Linked DNA regions of Mus musculus: region 1 is linked to region 2. The links are chromatin contacts, called in public HiChIP or PLAC-seq maps. All regions are on one chromosome and are shown on one strand. The core of a region is the stretch at or near the end of the contact, and the rest is flanking DNA. Distances in the headings are between cores, read along the strand shown.

Region 1 (4,299 bases), core at 1,145-3,644, 240 kb before region 2:
CACGGGAGATATATTATACATACACACACATATGCATTGCATGTACACATACAATGTGTTTCTGAGAGTGGAAAACTCAGAGCCTGGCTGGGGCTCAGGGTAGAGTTAGGGTCCCACTGACCCCAGCTAGCAGCATAGTGTTCTCAGAGAGCAAGGAAGGGAGTCTAAATCTGTCCCAGTTTCTCTTCTGAGGACTTGGAGTTAGGCAGAAAATGTGCTAGGAGAGGCCCCAAGTTGGGGTGAGGAGCGAACAGGAAGCAGGCATAATAAGTGGGTGAGGAGATGTTCCCTTGCTTCAGGCCAGTAGCTGTCACCAGGAGCTCAGGACCAGCCTGCCCTGGAAGTGTCCTGGTATTCTGTTTTGTTTGGATTAATCAATTGCAGAATCAGGCACGTTGGTTGTTGGTTTTTGGTTTTTGGTTTCGGGTTTTTTTTTTTAAGAACACAAAGTATGGATTTTATAGTTTTGGTTTTTTTTTCTCAGTGACTCTTCCTGAGCCCCCAGTAAGATCCAGACCTCAGAGGCTGCCCCTACAGCCTCTCCCAGTAGCTCAGCCCACAGATAAGCCTTATTACTTCACACAGATAAAACCTAAAGTCTGAGCCGGGCGTGGTGGTACATGCCTTTAATCCCAGCACTCTAGAGGCAGAGGCAGGCGGTCTACAAAGTGAGTTCCAGGACAGCCAGGGCTACACAGAGAAACCCTGTCTCGAAAAACAAAAGCAAAAACAAACAAACAAAAAAAAACCTAAAGTTTGTCAGATTACTGATGCCGTAGTGGCCACTGTGCTAATAAGCCATAATCCCCCCATTCCATGCAAGTCTCTTCTAGATTATAGGAGTTTAGAGTTGATATCGTTCTAGGTCTGTCTTATGATAGTCATGGGCATGCATCAGAGCTGACATCAGTTTTCTACACTGTCAACACTGGTACCTATTGTATGAATACTCTGTCCGTTTGATAATTATGTTGGTGATATGTAGTGTCATTGCAACGGTTATACTGTAACAAAAATAATGATCAAACATCTAGCTGAATAGTAAGGTTAATTAGGTTGTTTAAATATTTAAATGGCGCATACCTTTAATCCCAGCACTTGGAAGGCAGATGCAGGAGAATTTCTGAGTTTGAGGCCAGCCTGGTCTACAAAGTGAGTTCCAGGAGAGCCAGGGCTATACAGAGAAACCCTGTCTCAAACAAAACAAAACAAAACAAACAAAAAAAAAACAAAATAAATAAATAAATAAATGGGATCTTATAATTTGATTTATCATTTAAATAATTAAACGACTGTTTAAATGATGAAATAAGTATAGTTATTATTTATACGAATATATTTTATTAACTTGTGCTGCTTCTTTTCATTCTTTTCCCCATTCTGATAAATAGATGGTGGCACGTCACCCTGCTTTCTGTTGTAGCTGTTGTTGTTTTGTGATGCGGGAGCTTCCTGGAGGTTAAGCAAGCACTATACTACTGAACTGTACTCCCAGCAATCACTGTGGTCTTGGTGCGTTTTCTCCAGTCGCTTGCTTTTGTCTTGTTGATTCGTTGATCTGTCTTTACATATGTTAGGTACTCTTCTGAAGTATTGCCATTGAGCTGTGAACATTAACATGTGATGTGGGACCTGATGTCTGTGCAGATAGAGTCTTGAAAAAGAGGAACCCTTACTTGGTGGCAGCTGGTAGGAGCCGGAAGAGAACAGAAGATGTCAGCACTAAGGTAACATGGGCATAAATTAAGTCTATCCAAAGAAGGACAGGCTCTGAGCTTTATTAAAAACCTACCACATTTAAGGGCTTGCTGAAAATGAACTCCATGGACGTCAGCAGGTTGTCCAGCTGTGCCACCGCTCTGTTTGGTCTCAAATGAATTTACAGAGAAGGGAAATGGACCACTCTTCCTCAGAGCACCCCAGGTTTGTGAGTGGTGCTTCCCCTCTGCCTGCGTGTGCAGCCTCTAGACAACCATCCCAGGACGAGAGTCAAGGACAGAGCAATTTCTCCCTGGGTGGTGCCTGGTCGGCCTCTCTCTAAATTGGGGGAGAGGGGATGGCTGAAAGGCAGATGTCCTGAGTCCTGGCACACCCAACCCAGCACCAGGTCGGCCTGCTCCGGGCCCTCAAATGCTTCTCTGTATTTTGTGTCCTGACATCATTGAGATGATTCGTTGCCATTGGCATTAAACCCATGCTCACATTCCAGGAAAGGTCTGATTTCATAGGGAGAAAGTCTCAATGGAAGCGACACAGGATCCCCCAGCGCCCGCAGTCCTAGATCGGAGACTATCAGGTGCCCTGCCTGCGGGAGCAACAAACTGTGACTTCTTTCGAACACAAGCCTGGCTTTGTTACCGCCGAGGTCACCCCTTGCACTGCCCCAGACTTCCTGCAGAGGGAGCCCACTTGAGCCGGTTTGCCTTTCTCTCTTTGGCTGAAAGGATCCAGGTTGCCTGCGCCCGTCTTAGACATAGGATTTTAAAGTCACCCATGAAACAATTCCCTCAGCACCCTACAGCCTGTTTTAAGGTCCAAGAGCTTGTCCCCTTCAGATCCTTGTAGTTTCTTTTCCTTGTCTGCACCGCTGTGCATCATCACAATACAGTAGTAGTTTTTTTAAGGCAAAAAAAAAACGACATCCTTGCATCTCACTCAGCAGCTGCAGGGAAACAAGGACAGAAACAAGCAGTTTAATAGAATCCAGTGTAAGTTAGCTAGGGCATCTTAACCTCGTGTTCCTAAAACACACTTATGTAATTTTCCACAGGGTTCTCTACCCAGGGCATCCAATTCTGGTTAATTTGAAATAGCCTCAGCAAGAATACAAGACGGAAGAACCTCTGTATTGGCTTGCCCTGTCTTATCCATTGTCAAAGTTTATGATTTTATAACGTTAAGGGTTCATGATTCGCTGAAGAATGATATGGTGGACTCAAATAGTATGCAAGCACAAAGAATGTTTTATTCTGCACAAGTCCAGCATGCTGGGGTCTCCCATCACCAAGATAGACAACCAAGTGAGCTCTCAGTCCTGATTTTAAAGCACATTAGGGGATGACAGGGTTAGGTGATCTTTATCTTGCTCCATCTCTAGGGACATTCCATTACTGGGACGTGGGGGCTGGAAACTCTTTAACCCATTGTCCTTGCCTCAAGCCAGGTGGTGGGGCAGCTTCTGAGACCTGGGACTTGCCTGGACTTGCCTAGTTCGTGGAAACAAGAGATTTAGGCCTGAACTTCCAATTTGAAGAATTATTGTCACATCTTGCTGTTCAACTCTAGGACCCCCTGTCCCAGGGAAGCTTCCTGTGGAACCCTGTGGGATTTCTGACTCCAGTGCATCTTTAGAAGCCCATTTGCACACTACAGACATGTCCCAGTTCTTTACAGAGCACTTGGTGACAAAGTCACTGGGGCACACAGGATAGTGGTTAAGCTTGCAAAGGGGCTGCCTCAGCTACCAAACTGTGCTAACGCGTGATCAGTAGCATGGAATTGAGATGGCATTCCAGAGGCCGGATGGACATGCTGGCCCTTACGGTGCTCATGATGCTGGTGAGAATAACCAGGCTAAAGTGGGACTCATTTCCTCCACACCTAGAACCAAAGTGCATCTGCCTCAGGGATATGAATGGTACAGCTAGTGACCCAGAGCCTCCACAGATAGGGGCCAAGAGACATTCGATGACAGCAGCCAGTTTTCATTTCAGCTGTGACTTGCCACATACTATGAATCTAGGGAATTTACAGAATTATAATCTACGGCTTATAGAAACTTTGCTGCTTCTTGTCTACAAGATGAGTTCAAGGGCAGAGCATGGCTGTTAAAGCTCCTGAGATAATCAATGGCAGAAATATTCTGATTTTTCTCATTAGAAGCCACAAAAGAACAACCCGCTTCCCAGGAGATGAGCTGATGGTAAGATCAACCTGCAGAGTAGCCTGGCTCATGCTGGCCTCCAGTCACCTGAGTTTCCAAGGATTTCATGTTGGACATTCGGGTCTTCCTAGATGACTCAGTGTCTCAGGGATGACAGCATGTGGCTTTGTGGATTGGCACTGTAGTGCCCTGAATTAAGCCCTTCCCCCAGCCTTGAGTTGACTAAACAGACCTCAGAGGGTTTGCAACCATGCTGGAGGGACCACATTTGCATTTCTAATGGAGCCTCCAGGAGGAGTTGACTTCCTGTTGTAACAGAACCCAACTGAAACAAAGGGATGGGTCTTTGGGGTTTGCCTATATAAACTCGGAGCTGAAAATGAAACTTTGAGCCATGATTGGAACTCTTTGGCTTG
Region 2 (4,676 bases), core at 1,848-4,347:
TAACTAAGGATGCTGTGCGTGCATATGCGTGTGCGCGTGCGTGCATGTGTGTGTGTGTGTGTGTGTGTGTGTGTGTGTGTGTGTGTGTGTGTGTACATGTGTGTTATGCACACTGAGGATCAAACCTAAGGATGATAATAAGCCCACTTCACACCTGAGCTATGCCTCCGTCCTGAGGACTGCTTGGACCACTCTCATCTGTGCTGCTCTGCTCCATGTCAAAAAACTTCCACACCAGCCCCACCCCAGGCCCTAAGACTCACTGACTAAAAGGTCAGGGGGTAGACAGTGCTTTCTGTGAGTGTTTAGCAGCACGATCGCCTCCGAGGGAAGCCACGCTGTGACAGAGACCCACAGGCGACTTGACCTTGGCTCCTTCCCGCTAGTTCATCCCGCAGCTTCTCCTCCAAGAGAAACCTGGAAGAGGGAACTGCTTGGCCGCTATGAGGCCGCTATGAATCATGGGGACACTCTGGAGGAACTCGAGGCACAACCTTCAGGGAACAACCTACGTGCCATACGACAGAATTTGGAGAGAAAAGGTGAAAAGAGTTGGCATAGGAGCAGGAGACAGCGGCATGGAAGGCTCTGAGGTGCAACAGGGGACCCGCGGCAGAGTGCTGCTGAGGCTCTATGGCAACGGCAACGGGAAGTGAGGCAAAGAGCATACTCTTTGAGAGTCCATGTGCTTCATAGCAAGGCAGCAACAGGACAGAATGAACAGACAAGGCTTGTGAAAGGAACGGCACCTCGGCATCACAGTGTGGGACGGAGTACAGTGGTCACGTGTGTGATCCCTGTGTCGAGGAGCAAATAAGACAAAAAGCAAATAAGACAAGCGCATGGGGGTGGGGCTGCATGACCCTTTGTGTGATTACCTCGCCAGGATGACGCAGGCGCATGCGCAGGCTTGCTGCTACAGTTAGGATCCGGACTTCAGGTTTACCATAAGGGTATGGTCAAGGAGATCCCAGGAGAAGGCCTGGGGAGGCTCCAAAGCTTCTCCCCATAGAACTAGCACACATCATTGCCCTGACACACTGGTGTGTTCAGTGACACTGGGGGTGACAATTAAGGGGCTCACAAGTTTTGCCGGGTCTCACTAGTTAGCACAATTGAAGTCATTGGTGATATGAAAATTCAGTCTCCTGACAGTGTGTCTCCTAAGGGTGGGAGGGGGCTGTTAGCATTTGCCTTGAAGCCCACCCTCTAACCACAGCCCATTCTCCCAATATGACGGCCTCCTATCTGAGTCCCCTTCTTAGTGTGAAGGGTCACCCAAAACAAGAAAGTCACTTATGTCACCCTGGAAAAACCAACGCTTAGTAGACTGTGTTCTAGGAAACTGAGGGGAAACCAGCTCTGTCTGGTATAATAACACAATGGTCAGATTTGCGCAAAGTTTCCTAGCACGATATACTTCTCATTTAGTCTTCAAGACGATCAACCATGCGTGCATGGCAATCTCATGGCAAAACCAAGGCACAGGAAGAGTCTCTCATGACTTCACAACAGCAGGGATTTGAATTCGTACCTGTGACCTGTGTTTCCATGTCTCTCTAGAACTGACTGTCAAAGGGAGACACACCAGGATATTGGTCGTGTTTGCTATGAAAGAACACTATAGGTAGAACTTAAGGACCTGGTGCTTCTTAGTGGCCTGGAGAAGACCCTGGGTTCTGTCCTGGGAGGAATTCCATCTTGGGCTAGGGTATAGCTGCGGCAGAGTGCTTCCGTGGCCAAGTGGAGAAAAGCCAGTGGCAAACAAATCGGTACTCAGAGTCAGAAGATCAGTAGTTGAATGGTGTTAAGAAGAAAGGGGAGGGGAGGGGAGGGGAGGGGAGGGGAGGAAAGGGGAGGGGAGGGGAGGGCCCTCATGGATCTCAGGGAGAGGTTACCAACCCTTCACAGGTTTCATCCAAGGAATAAAGGAGATAATTTATTTGCAGAGAGAAGCGAACCCATTTAAACACGCTTCCCCCTCTTTCCCACCGAGTCTGCTTTGGTCTTTGGGACTTGGGGCGCACCTCTTCTCCATTACTTCCTCTTGTCTTACGTGATACCCTCAAGCCTCTGATGGCTTTGTGTTTTATATATATATTGTTTTGTTCTTTTGGTTCAGTTACTTTTATACTGTTTACATGGGCCATTACTTTAGCTTCAGGAAACACTAGCTTTACAACGGATTTATTAAGTACCTAACTGTGCGTGCCGCAGCACTTGAAACCTAGCCAAGGGAGCCAGGCCCTCAGCGAGCCAGGGTGGTTGGGAGTGAGAAAGGCCAGATCAGGCAGGGTCTGAAAAAACAAAAACAAAAACAAAAACAAAAAACAAAAAACAAAAAACTGAGTTCTTCCTCCAACTGCCTTCTAACATCAGAAGGGACACCGACATCTTGGAATCTCAGAGAAGTGAGTTGTGAAATATCCCAGTTTCCCAAATTCACGAACTGCTCATGAGGTTTATGAGAAATGGTGTGGAGAAGATTTTAGTGCCAGCAATATGGATGGAGGGAATAATTATGCACATGGGAGAAACAGGGAGTTCCTTGCATGAGACCTAGCAATGTCACGGAGCCCTGCCTGGTAGGAGTGGCTGCAGCTACCAGCGTTGGGACCATCTTGAACCCAGCTTGCACTCCTAGTTGTCTTTGCTTCCTTTCCCATTAAAAGTAAGGAGTGCCTGCCTCAGCAGTTTGCCACAGGATGGCGAGAGATTAACCTGTGTGCTCAGACTGACGCCCAGGAAGCCAACATCACACACACACACACACACACACACACACACACACACACACACCCCGGTACTCACCTGAGCTTTGGCTGCAGGACCTCCCACACTCAGAAAGAGGGAACCGCTAACATCATGATTTCTGGAGATTTCTGATCTCTTCCATCAGCACCACTGAGACTAACCAGAGTTTTTACAAGAAGCAAAGGACATTTGGATTCAGGGCAGCAGGGGAAAAAAAAAAAGTTTTTCAAAGCAAGTACCCTCGGGATAGAAAAAAAGATTCCAGTCTCAGTTCTCTTCCTGACAGCCCCAGTCAAGGAAGGAGGAGGGAGAGGAGGGAGGAGACAGAGAAAGATCAAGGGCCCCAGGGCAGGAACAGGAGGCGGGGCCACAGGGGATGGAAAGACAGGAAACAAAGGCCCAACAGAGTTCACTGGCTTTCTGACCGAATTCCCAATTCTCTAATCCCCAGCAATGATTTGTTTGAACAAAGTGATGCTCACAAGTCAAGTCCACCCCATAGGATCAGGCTTCAGGAAAAAGGACACATCTGGGGGAACCTGAGGCAAAGGCAAGGGCCTGCTTAGTCTCCTATTCTGCGAGATACACCCTAGAAACAGAAATAATACAGAATTAACTGTTCATACTTAGTCTGCAGTGTTGTAAACCTTCCTCCTTGGCCCTGAATGCTCCAGGTACGCAGTTTGCATTTGGAATCCCTGGTAGTATTTGGAGGTGGCAAAACTTGGTTTTTTTGTTTGTTTGTTTGTTTTGTTTTGTTTTGTTTTGTTTTGTTTTAATATGGGTATTTATTTTTTTAATTGGGTAATTTCTTTATTTACATTCCAAATGTTATCCCCTTTCCTGGCTGCCCCTCCGAAAAACCCCTCCCCCTCCCCCTCCTCCTGTCCACCAACGCATCCACTCCAGTTTCCTGTCCCTAGCAATTCCCTACACTGGGACATCAAGCCTTCACAGGACCAAGGGACTCTCCTCCCACTGATGACCAACTAGGCCATCCTCTGCTGCATATGCAGCTGGAGCTATGAGTCCCACCATGTGTGCTCTTTGGTTGGTGGTTTAGTTTCTGGGAGCTCTGGGGGTACTGGTTAGTTCATATTGTTGTCCCTCCCATGGGGCTGCAGACCCCTTCAGCTTCTTAGGTCCTTTCTCTAGCTCCTCGAGGTGGCAAAACTTTAAGGGGACATCTTTGAATTCTTAGCTAATCTTCCTTCTTTCCCTGTTTATCTCACATCCCAGCCTTGAGGGAAGCAGCTTTGTGTCACCACATCTTCCCTGACAGTGTGTGCTGCCCTATACAAGGCCACCAGAGCCTGGGCTAAAGCCTCTATGACTGTGTGGGCCAAAGCTTCTATAGCTGCAAGCCAGAATAAATTCTTTCTTCTTGTAAGTAAACTGTCTCAGGTGTTTTGTTATAGTAACAGAAATCGGACTAACCCCACCAGGCCAACCCATGTTTCACAGAGCTCTCTAGTGTGGGGTCACCTTGGCTTCAACTCTCATAGCTCCTTAGGCTTTAACATCGTTTTTAAATATTTTTTGTTGCCTTGTCCTCCCTGCTCACTTTTCTCGAGTATCATGAGGCACAAATCAACCAAGCATTAACGGAGACATGCATTTCCGTTTCGGTAAAAAACATTTTACAAATCCAATCTTAAACTCTTCCCCTTTTAAAGCTTGCTTCAGTGACTTCAACGTGCAGGGAAGGATAAGGCAAATCAGATGCAGTGTGGCAGACGCTAAGGAGCTATTTGATGTAGACACAAACTCAACGGGTGCCTTCTGAAGGCTCGACCAGAGATTGCCAGTGATGGTAGGTAGCTCCTAGCGAACAGCGCCACCCGGTCCCAGGAGCCATCCCAACTGTGAGCCAGTGTTAGAGCATCAATCCCTTTCTTCGATCATATTAGCAATACTCATTT

Evidence for each region. HiChIP or PLAC-seq counts read pairs in DNA pulled down with a chosen protein or histone mark.
Region 1: an H3K27ac HiChIP or PLAC-seq map of trophoblast stem cells shows a contact between it and region 2, with 18 times the contacts expected there. The contact joins two enhancer-like sites. A contact is called at or near these places in 3 of 39 promoter capture datasets (embryonic stem cells and liver), 12 of 15 datasets of contacts at CTCF or cohesin (CD8 T cells, the G1E-ER4 cell line, the NIH/3T3 cell line and 5 more), 269 of 484 Hi-C or Micro-C datasets (2-cell-like embryonic stem cells, the 4T1 cell line, 8-cell embryo and 128 more), 47 of 115 datasets of contacts at active chromatin or transcription factors (the 230-238 cell line, the NIH/3T3 cell line, Th17 cells and 25 more) and 6 of 9 other capture datasets (adipose tissue, embryonic stem cells, embryonic tail and 3 more).

The regions. Positions count from the first base shown.
Region 1 is chr17:66,484,021-66,488,319 of GRCm38.p6, reverse strand. No RefSeq gene overlaps it. Among named protein-coding and RNA genes, the nearest start is that of Gm41608, 20 kb to the left of the region's middle. Within about 2 kb of position 2,394, at least 37 of the 459 cell types and tissues checked have an H3K27ac peak or open chromatin away from gene starts, as enhancers often do. A contact at or near this core is called in the 4T1 cell line, epiblasts, pancreatic cancer cells and 1 more, where this site is marked.
Region 2 is chr17:66,240,517-66,245,192 of GRCm38.p6, reverse strand. No RefSeq gene overlaps it. Among named protein-coding and RNA genes, the nearest start is that of Gm20742, 50 kb to the right of the region's middle. Within about 2 kb of position 3,097, at least 29 of the 459 cell types and tissues checked have an H3K27ac peak or open chromatin away from gene starts, as enhancers often do. A contact at or near this core is called in the 4T1 cell line, epiblasts, pancreatic cancer cells and 1 more, where this site is marked.